2 separate regions of the Mus musculus genome follow, and region 2 is linked to region 1. Evidence: chromatin contacts called from public ChIA-PET data. All regions are on one chromosome and are shown on one strand. Each heading gives the region's core, a stretch centred on a gene start, on an enhancer-like site or on the middle of the called end of the contact. The rest is flanking DNA. Distances are from core to core; before and after follow the strand shown. Region 1 holds the start of Zfp408 (zinc finger protein 408). Region 2 holds the start of Phf21a (PHD finger protein 21A).

The links. ChIA-PET counts read pairs in DNA pulled down with a chosen protein or histone mark.
Region 2: an RNA polymerase II ChIA-PET map of memory CD8 T cells shows a contact between it and region 1, with 21 read pairs. The contact joins the promoter of Phf21a here to the promoter of Zfp408 in region 1. A contact is called at or near these places in 1 of 39 promoter capture datasets (pre-B cells), 1 of 484 Hi-C or Micro-C datasets (embryonic stem cells), 2 of 115 datasets of contacts at active chromatin or transcription factors (memory CD8 T cells and pancreatic cancer cells) and 1 of 9 other capture datasets (adipose tissue).

What each region holds. Positions count from the first base shown.
Region 1 is chr2:91,647,570-91,651,204 of GRCm38.p6, reverse strand. Zfp408 (zinc finger protein 408) reads left to right here and starts at 1,414. Exons shown (of 5, transcript NM_001347175.2): 1 at 1,414-1,501; 2 at 1,780-2,054; 3 at 3,128-3,189; 4 at 3,359-3,609. The coding sequence starts at 1,456. It overlaps Arhgap1 (Rho GTPase activating protein 1), which reads right to left and starts at 1,087. Exons shown (of 14, transcript NM_001359970.1): 1 at 953-1,087.
Region 2 is chr2:92,182,608-92,186,152 of GRCm38.p6, reverse strand. It overlaps Phf21a (PHD finger protein 21A), which reads right to left and starts at 1,971. Exons shown (of 19, transcript NM_001362829.1): 1 at 1,801-1,971.

The DNA of each region.
Region 1 (3,635 bases), core at 165-2,664:
AGAGCGCGCGCGGGCACACACACACACCAAAGCAATTTATTCAGAGTGATGCACATAGCACCAGAGTTTATTCAGAGTCTTCACATAGCAGACTGTCATTAGCTGAATGAATGAATGAATGAATTTCATAAGTGGAGAAGGAAACGGATATTTGTACTATGAACTGGGCACAAATTCACCTCACAACTGCACTAGTAGTTCAGCATATGCTATAAAAACCATTTTACAGTTTGAACAAAAAGCGGGGGGAGGGAGGGAGGGAGCAAACTGCTACAGATCATAGAACCCAGACGCAGGATTTTAACCCACAAGTTCCAGTTTGAGGTGTTCTCTAGGTTAAAGTCAACCCCCTCAACAGTGATCTTAAGTGACTGTCGGTCACAAAGTTCACTGGGATCCAAGAGGCGCCACGAAAGGGCAGCCAGACTTCTCAGGGCAAACTGAAGTCACAGTACTTGCTGGTGCTGGAATCAGACTGTTTTGTGACTTTGGAAAAACCCAAATCCTACAAGGCTGCAACTCTAAACTATAATCATGTTTGCATAGAGTCCGAAAACAAACAACGAATGGAGTGTATTTCGTTTCACAAGAAAGTGAGATGAAAGCACGGCCTATCAAGTGACAAGGTGGATCACTTCCCCTGATTTCTAGCTCTCAGTGCTATGCCAGATCTGATCAGGACGACTTCTCCCTCCCTCCCACCGGCTTGCTCTGGCTTGGCCTATGCCTTGCAGAGGGAGGGCAGGAACAAGTCAGAGAAAGTGGCTGTCTTCTCATTGCAGGCGCCGAAATGGGAAAAATCCCGGCAGCGAAGAGACCCAGGCCCTCGGGCCCAATTCCACTCCCGACCCACTGCCTCGGATTTTCCCCTTTCCGACCCAATTCCTTCCGTTGACCAGAGCAGCTCTTCCCCACCACCACGCCCAAAGAGACCCCGCGCTCCGCAGCTCACCTCGTTCCGGCAATGCTTCCTCTGCCACGCCTGTCAAAGCTCGGCAAACATCCGGCTCCGAGATGGGAATGGGAACCGCCCCCTCGGGGGCCCCCAGCTCCCCAACCACTTCCGCCATTTCTTCTACCTACTTCCGGCTTGCTGCCCGGACCAAACAAGGCTTTCTTGGTGCTCCGCCCACTTCCGGCAATCACCTGACAAAATGTGAGGTTAATTAGCCGAGCTGTCCGACTCGCCGCTACCTAAAGTGAGTGAGTTGGGTTCCGCTTTTCCAGATGCAGGAAACTAGCGGGCCTCTGAAATCCTAGGTTCGTATCGCCCATCGGACAGGGTTTTATCTGTCAAGTACTTCCAAACTCCCAGGTCCATCCTTCAATGATGCCTAACCACCCGGATTCTTCCTTGAGCTTAAATTTGAAAATCAAGGACTGTTTCCGGGAGGAACCGGGACAAAAACGCTCACTTCCGGTAGAGGGGAGTGGCGAGAGAATCTCTGTCCCACGATGAAGGAGGTGGAGGAGGTGATCTTGGGGAAAATAGAGCCGCACCGTGAGTGACCTGCGATGTCTGCGACCCTCAGCCCTGGACTAGATGGCCACAGCGTTTTTCTAGTCAGCGCATTCCCTTACATCCCTTTTTCTCTTGAGCCTGGGATCCTGCTCCGGTGCCCTAAGAGACTAGACTCCCTCCCAACCATTCAAGGGCCCTACTAACTAGAACCTTGCTAATCCCTCGGACTCTTGGGTCATAGCTGACCCTGTACCTCTCTTTCCCCAACCCCACGCCTTCATGGACCACTCCTTTACTGCCTTCCCGTCTCCCTGCAGCCCCAGAGCCACCCCTGGGCCAGGATTCAGGATGGAGCCCTTCCGGAAAAGGCTTTGCTCCGGGCCTCAAAGCCTGCCCGCCGGGTACGAGCCCTGCCATCCTTGTTCTAAGGAGCCTCCCCCAGGGCTTGGCCGTGGGCCCCTCGAGATCCAGGAATCAGCACTTGGGGGTCTGGTGTGTAGGAGCACCCCTGCAGCCCGGCCTGCATTGGGGACCTCTGGAAGATGAGTCCGTCCTGGAGAAGGGCGAGGGAATGAAGACACCGCACGAGGAGGTATTGAGGAGTCGGACATCTGTCTGAAAGTTTGGGGGAGGTTCAGACATTTCCGGACAGCTCTTCCAGTTTGTTAGAAGCAGGATATTTTCAAACTCGAGAAATAATTGTCCCTTCATTGCAGCGCTGTCTTGCTCTACCTAAGCAGCAGTAACTAAAGCAGATGCAAAGAAGTTGTGAGAACCTGAATTCCTACTGTGTTGGCAGAGACAAAGGTCAGAAGCTAAGGTTACCAGGATCAGATTCAAACCTGTTAACTAGTTAGCTAAATTACACACCTAATATTACTCACCTGTAAAAGAAAGTTGTGGCTGTTACCGAGATCCTTTGGAAGACCAGAGGACACGATGCAAGCCAAATACGCCTGTGCTTTGTAAGCATTAGTAAGGATTGTTTAAAAGTATTGGTGCTCTTGCAGCGTTTTCTGTTTGGTATTTGCTGAAAGGCTGTGCTGTTTAGAGCTTTCCACACCTTTAAGGAGAGGTGAGTGGACTCTCTGGTCTTCACTGACTGAAGATATAAAACAGCACCATAGAACTGGGCGCGGTGGCACACGCCTTTAATCCCAGCACTGGGTGGGAGGGGGGCGGGGGGAGGCAGACGCAGAGGCAGGCGGATTTCTGAGTTCGAGGCCAGCTTGGTCTACAGAGTTAGTGCCAGGACAACCAGGGCTACACAGAGAAACCATGTCTTGAAAAACCAAAAAAAAAAAAAAAAAAAAAAAACAAACCACACAGCACCATAGTGTAGAGGCAACCTCAGAGGCTGCTGCTAGCCTTAGAGTTTCATCTTATGAAAAAAAAAAGTGGGGGAGGAGTTGGGGAGTGGTGCATGTCTTTAATCCTAGCACTAGGGAGGCAGAGGCAGGAAGATCTCTGAGTTCGAGACCAGCCCGGTCTACAGAGTGAGTTCCAGGACAACCCTGTTTCAAAAACAATCAAAAAAAAATCCCAAAAGTTTCAGCTTAGCTTTGCCCCAGAAAGGTTGTGCCCAGATTTGCTTTGCTTTTGTTTTGCTGTCTGCCCCTCACTCCTCGCAGGCACGGGGAAAGGGATCTCATTGTTTTATTCTAGGACTTCTCGTTAGCCCCGTGCGGAGCCATCTGTCCCCGGCAGCAAAGTTCCACTTGGACCAGGTAAGTAAAACTAGTGCGCGCACACGCTCTGCTTGGGATGGAACCTGAAGCCAATTCTCGTTGCCTTCCCGGCGGTCTTTTCCAACGTGTGATGCAAGGGGATGACGGAGGGGTCAGAGGAAGCCACGTGAGGAGGGTCTGTTGAGCCAGCTCCTGCTCTGTCTTGTAGTTTGGTGCAGGAGGGAAGACTGCAGAGTGATGGCAATGCGTCCTTGGTCTGGATCAGGGAGAAGCTACACCTGCAGGTGGACCAGACTATACTGCCAGGCTTTGAGTTGCTGCTGCGCCCACAGTCTCCGCAGAAGAGTCTAAGTGTCCTGCACCCCAAGCTGGAGGAAGAAGTAGCTGAGACAGGAGAGGCGTCTGCTACACAGGAAGAGGTGGCCTCCCCGCAAGAGGATTCAGCAGGGTTTTGCACAGGTATGTATCCAGGAAACATTAGTTCC
Region 2 (3,545 bases), core at 722-3,221, 530 kb before region 1:
TCAATTATTAATAAATAAATGCCCTTCCCTCTCTAACTTCCTCAGCTCAAGACTCTACATTCCTGATTATCTACCATTAAGAAAAAGCATAACGAGCATCCCAGCCATGGGATAAAATCTTAGAAGTCCAAAAACACAGCCATAAAGTTCACTGTCAAGGCCAGTGCTGAGGCCCACACATGCCGAGACCTTAAAATCACATTTGTGATTCTAGAAATCCATACTCCCGGAAACATCATTTAAAAACAACACAATGTGGACGTGCAGAGGGAGATCCTCTACTTCAAGACCTAAACAAAGAATATTTCAACATATGACCGGAATATGATGACACCGAATTCACCCACGAAAACAAAACCTGTCTACCACTAGCCGTCGTACCCTCATCTCAACAACTCAACTACTTAGAAATCACTCCCGGCACATCTACACCCCACAATCGGCATGTGGCCTCCTCCCGGGGTGCAAGCCACAAGACAAAGTTGAAAGGAGACCTCTCTCGCCCGGTGCCCCAGTGTCCACATCAAACCCCTCCCCTGCCAGGGCCACCTTGCAGCTACCCACCATTGCGAGCGTGGTCAAGGGAGGAAGAGGAGGTAGGAAAAAAAAGAGAGCGAGCGAAGAGAGAGAGAGAAAGAAATCCTAACAGCACCGCTCAGCAGAATAAAGAGAGCAGAGAGAGGATGACGAGAAGTGTTGGGAACTGCGTGCACCGCGGGGCTGGACCAAACGGAAAGAGTCCCACTCCGCGCGCCCCTCCCCCCGCGGCCCGGGGGGGAGGGGCGGCCGCGGCCCCTCTCTGAGGGGCCTGCGAGTCCCCGGCCCGCGCGGGGTCCCGGGGCGGCCGGCCGGCGGCGACGGCGGGAGGGCCGCCCCAGGGTGAGGGGTGCAGGCGGACTCCTCGGAATAACAAGTTGCAGAAGAAGAAGAATAAGCGGAATTTCCCCAACGCTGCTCCGGCCACCCAAGACAAATGCACCAACACACACTCACTCACACACACTCGGGCCCGGCAGCGTCAGCAGCCGCAGCTTTTTTTTTTTTTTTTTAAACCAGATCTCTCAGTCACCAAACAAGATGGTTTTCCCAAAAAAATATTTTTTAAAATTAAATAACCATAATAAAAACTTCCCCCCGACAGCATCCCAGGGGGTGGGGGTGGGGAAGGGGCCCAGGCGGCCATCCCCTGGCCGCAGGCACTCGCGGGGGGCGGCCTCGGCCCGCGCCCCCCGCCCCTGCGGCCCCCCAGCCCGACCCCCCACGGGGACTCTGTGTCGCCCCCTCGCCGCCACCCCCGACGCGCCGCCCCTGTCACCCGCTCTGGCCCTGTACTCAGCGCCCAGGCTCCCGAGGCTGCTCATAAACTTACTTCCAATCTATCCTAGGGAGGGGTGGAGGGCAGAGGGGAGGAAGGGGGGAGACGAGGTATTCCCATTGTCTTTTTTTTTTTCCTGGAGGGGGGGGGGAGAGGAATAGGAAAAGGGCACGCAGGGGGGCGCCCCGAAGGGGAAGTTATTGCTGAAATCTCAAGTTGACTGAGGGGTCCTGACAAGAACACCCCCTTTCCCTCCTCCCTCCCACACACCCCTCCCCTCCCCCTACCTCCCCCCCACAACAAACTCCAAGCAAGCAGCCCCTGCTCCTTCCCAGAGACAAACACCAGAGACAAGACAGAGGGAGAGAGGGAGGGGGGGAAGGGGGAGGGAGGAGAAATAGAGCTACTCAAGAAAAAAAGAGAGAGAGAGAGAGAGAGAGAGAGAGTGAGGAAAAGAGAGAATGGAAAAAGCTGGGATACTGCACCCTCCTGCTGCTGGCTGGCTGTCCCCCCTGGCAGCTGGAGGCAGGAACTCTGAGCAGGAGAAGCAGGAGGAGGAGGAGGAGGGAACTCTTCTTCATGGGGAGGGAGGGAAGAGGCTGGAGCTGCCGCTGCTGCTTCTGCTGCTGCTGCTCTGGGCCTCTCGCACTTTTTAGATATTAGTGTGTTAAGATGGTAGGTTGTTCCCTTCTCCCTCCTCCTCCTCCTCTCCTCTCTCTCACTCACTCACACTCTCTCTCTTTCTCTCTCTCTCTCTCTCTCTCTCTCTCTGGGCTGTTTCTTTCCTCCTCTTCCCCAGGCAAGGGGGGGTGGGGAGGAGGGGGTGGGGGGGAGGAACTGGAGCCTCCTCCTCCTCCAGGAGAGACACACACAGGCCCCGGGCCGGAATGGGGAGGGAGGAATCAGAGCAGCAGGAGAGAAACTGTGGGAGACAAACAAGCCCAACTCTTCATCCTCCTCCTCCTCCTCTCAGCAGCAGCAGCGAGCACCACCAGCCCATTCACCACCCGGCCCCGGGCCGCAGCACCTCCGCCGCCTCAGCCCGGGGATCCCTCCGCCCAGGCCCAGACACACTCGCCCGCGCGGGAGCCCGCCGCGCGGCCCCGCCGGCCCGCCGCCGCCGCCGTGCGCGCCCCCGCCGCTCCCGAGAGCCGGGCGAGAGGGACTGGAGCTGGGGAAGCGGGGACGAGGGAAGAGCGGGCGGGCGGGCGGGGGGCCGGGCGGAGCTGGACCGCGACGGTCCCGGGCCGCCCCGCGCCCCTGCGTGCGAGCCCGTCGCTCGCGGGAGGCGCCGGGGACCCCCACGGGGGCACGGGGCGGCGGCGGGGGCCCGCGGCGGCGCTCGGGCGGGCGGACTACTTGACGTGTCGGTGCGGCGAATTTATTTCACTTTGCCTAAGGAACGGGGTGTGCTGCGGCACCCATTGCCTAGGGAAAAAACCCGGATGTAAAGTGAGTGAAACTAAACTAGAGTGAAGTAGGGCAGCAGCAGCCAAACTCCGGTGCAGCGGCGGCGGCGGCGCTGGGGCCGAGCGGCCGCCAAACTCCCGGCCCGCCGCCGCGTCGCAGCCCCGGCCAGGCCCGAGCCCCGGTCCCCTCCCGCCGTTGAGAGCTGCTGGGGGGCTCCCGAGCAACCCCAACTCCCTCCAGTGCAACAGCAGTTTGCAGGGGTGGGGGTGGAAAGGAGGCAGGAGCGAGGAGGAAGCACTGCAATGGGGGAGCGAGTGGTCCAGGCAACAGGAGAAGATGCAAGCTCAAGTCGAATGCAACATGCAATCCCCGGCCACCCCGCCCCCTTTGCAAATAACTACCCTTGAACCACTTTATTAGCCGTGCCGAGTCCCACTCTAGCTCCGGGGAGGGGCGGGGGACGGGGTCCTTCGCTCACCTTTATTTATTGCTGCTTTCTGCCCCCCTCTCCATGTTTTTTATTCCTAAGTTCTTTTGTTCTAAGGGGGATGATGGCATTTACTTTTCTGCTTTGTGTAGCAGGGCAATCACTGGGAATCGGCCACGTATAATCCGGCGGTTTGTCATATTTTATTAGTGAAAGTATTTTATGCCTAGTCCACCTCCAAGGACTGTAACATGGAGAACTGCAGGGGCGGGGGTTGGGGGGGACGACATCAGAAGAATTCTTGTTTTCAGAGATTTCTTGGCTGAGCGGGGAGGGCCTTTTTTTTTTTTTTTTAATCATTGAGGAGGTTCATTTAAATTATTAAATCGATAG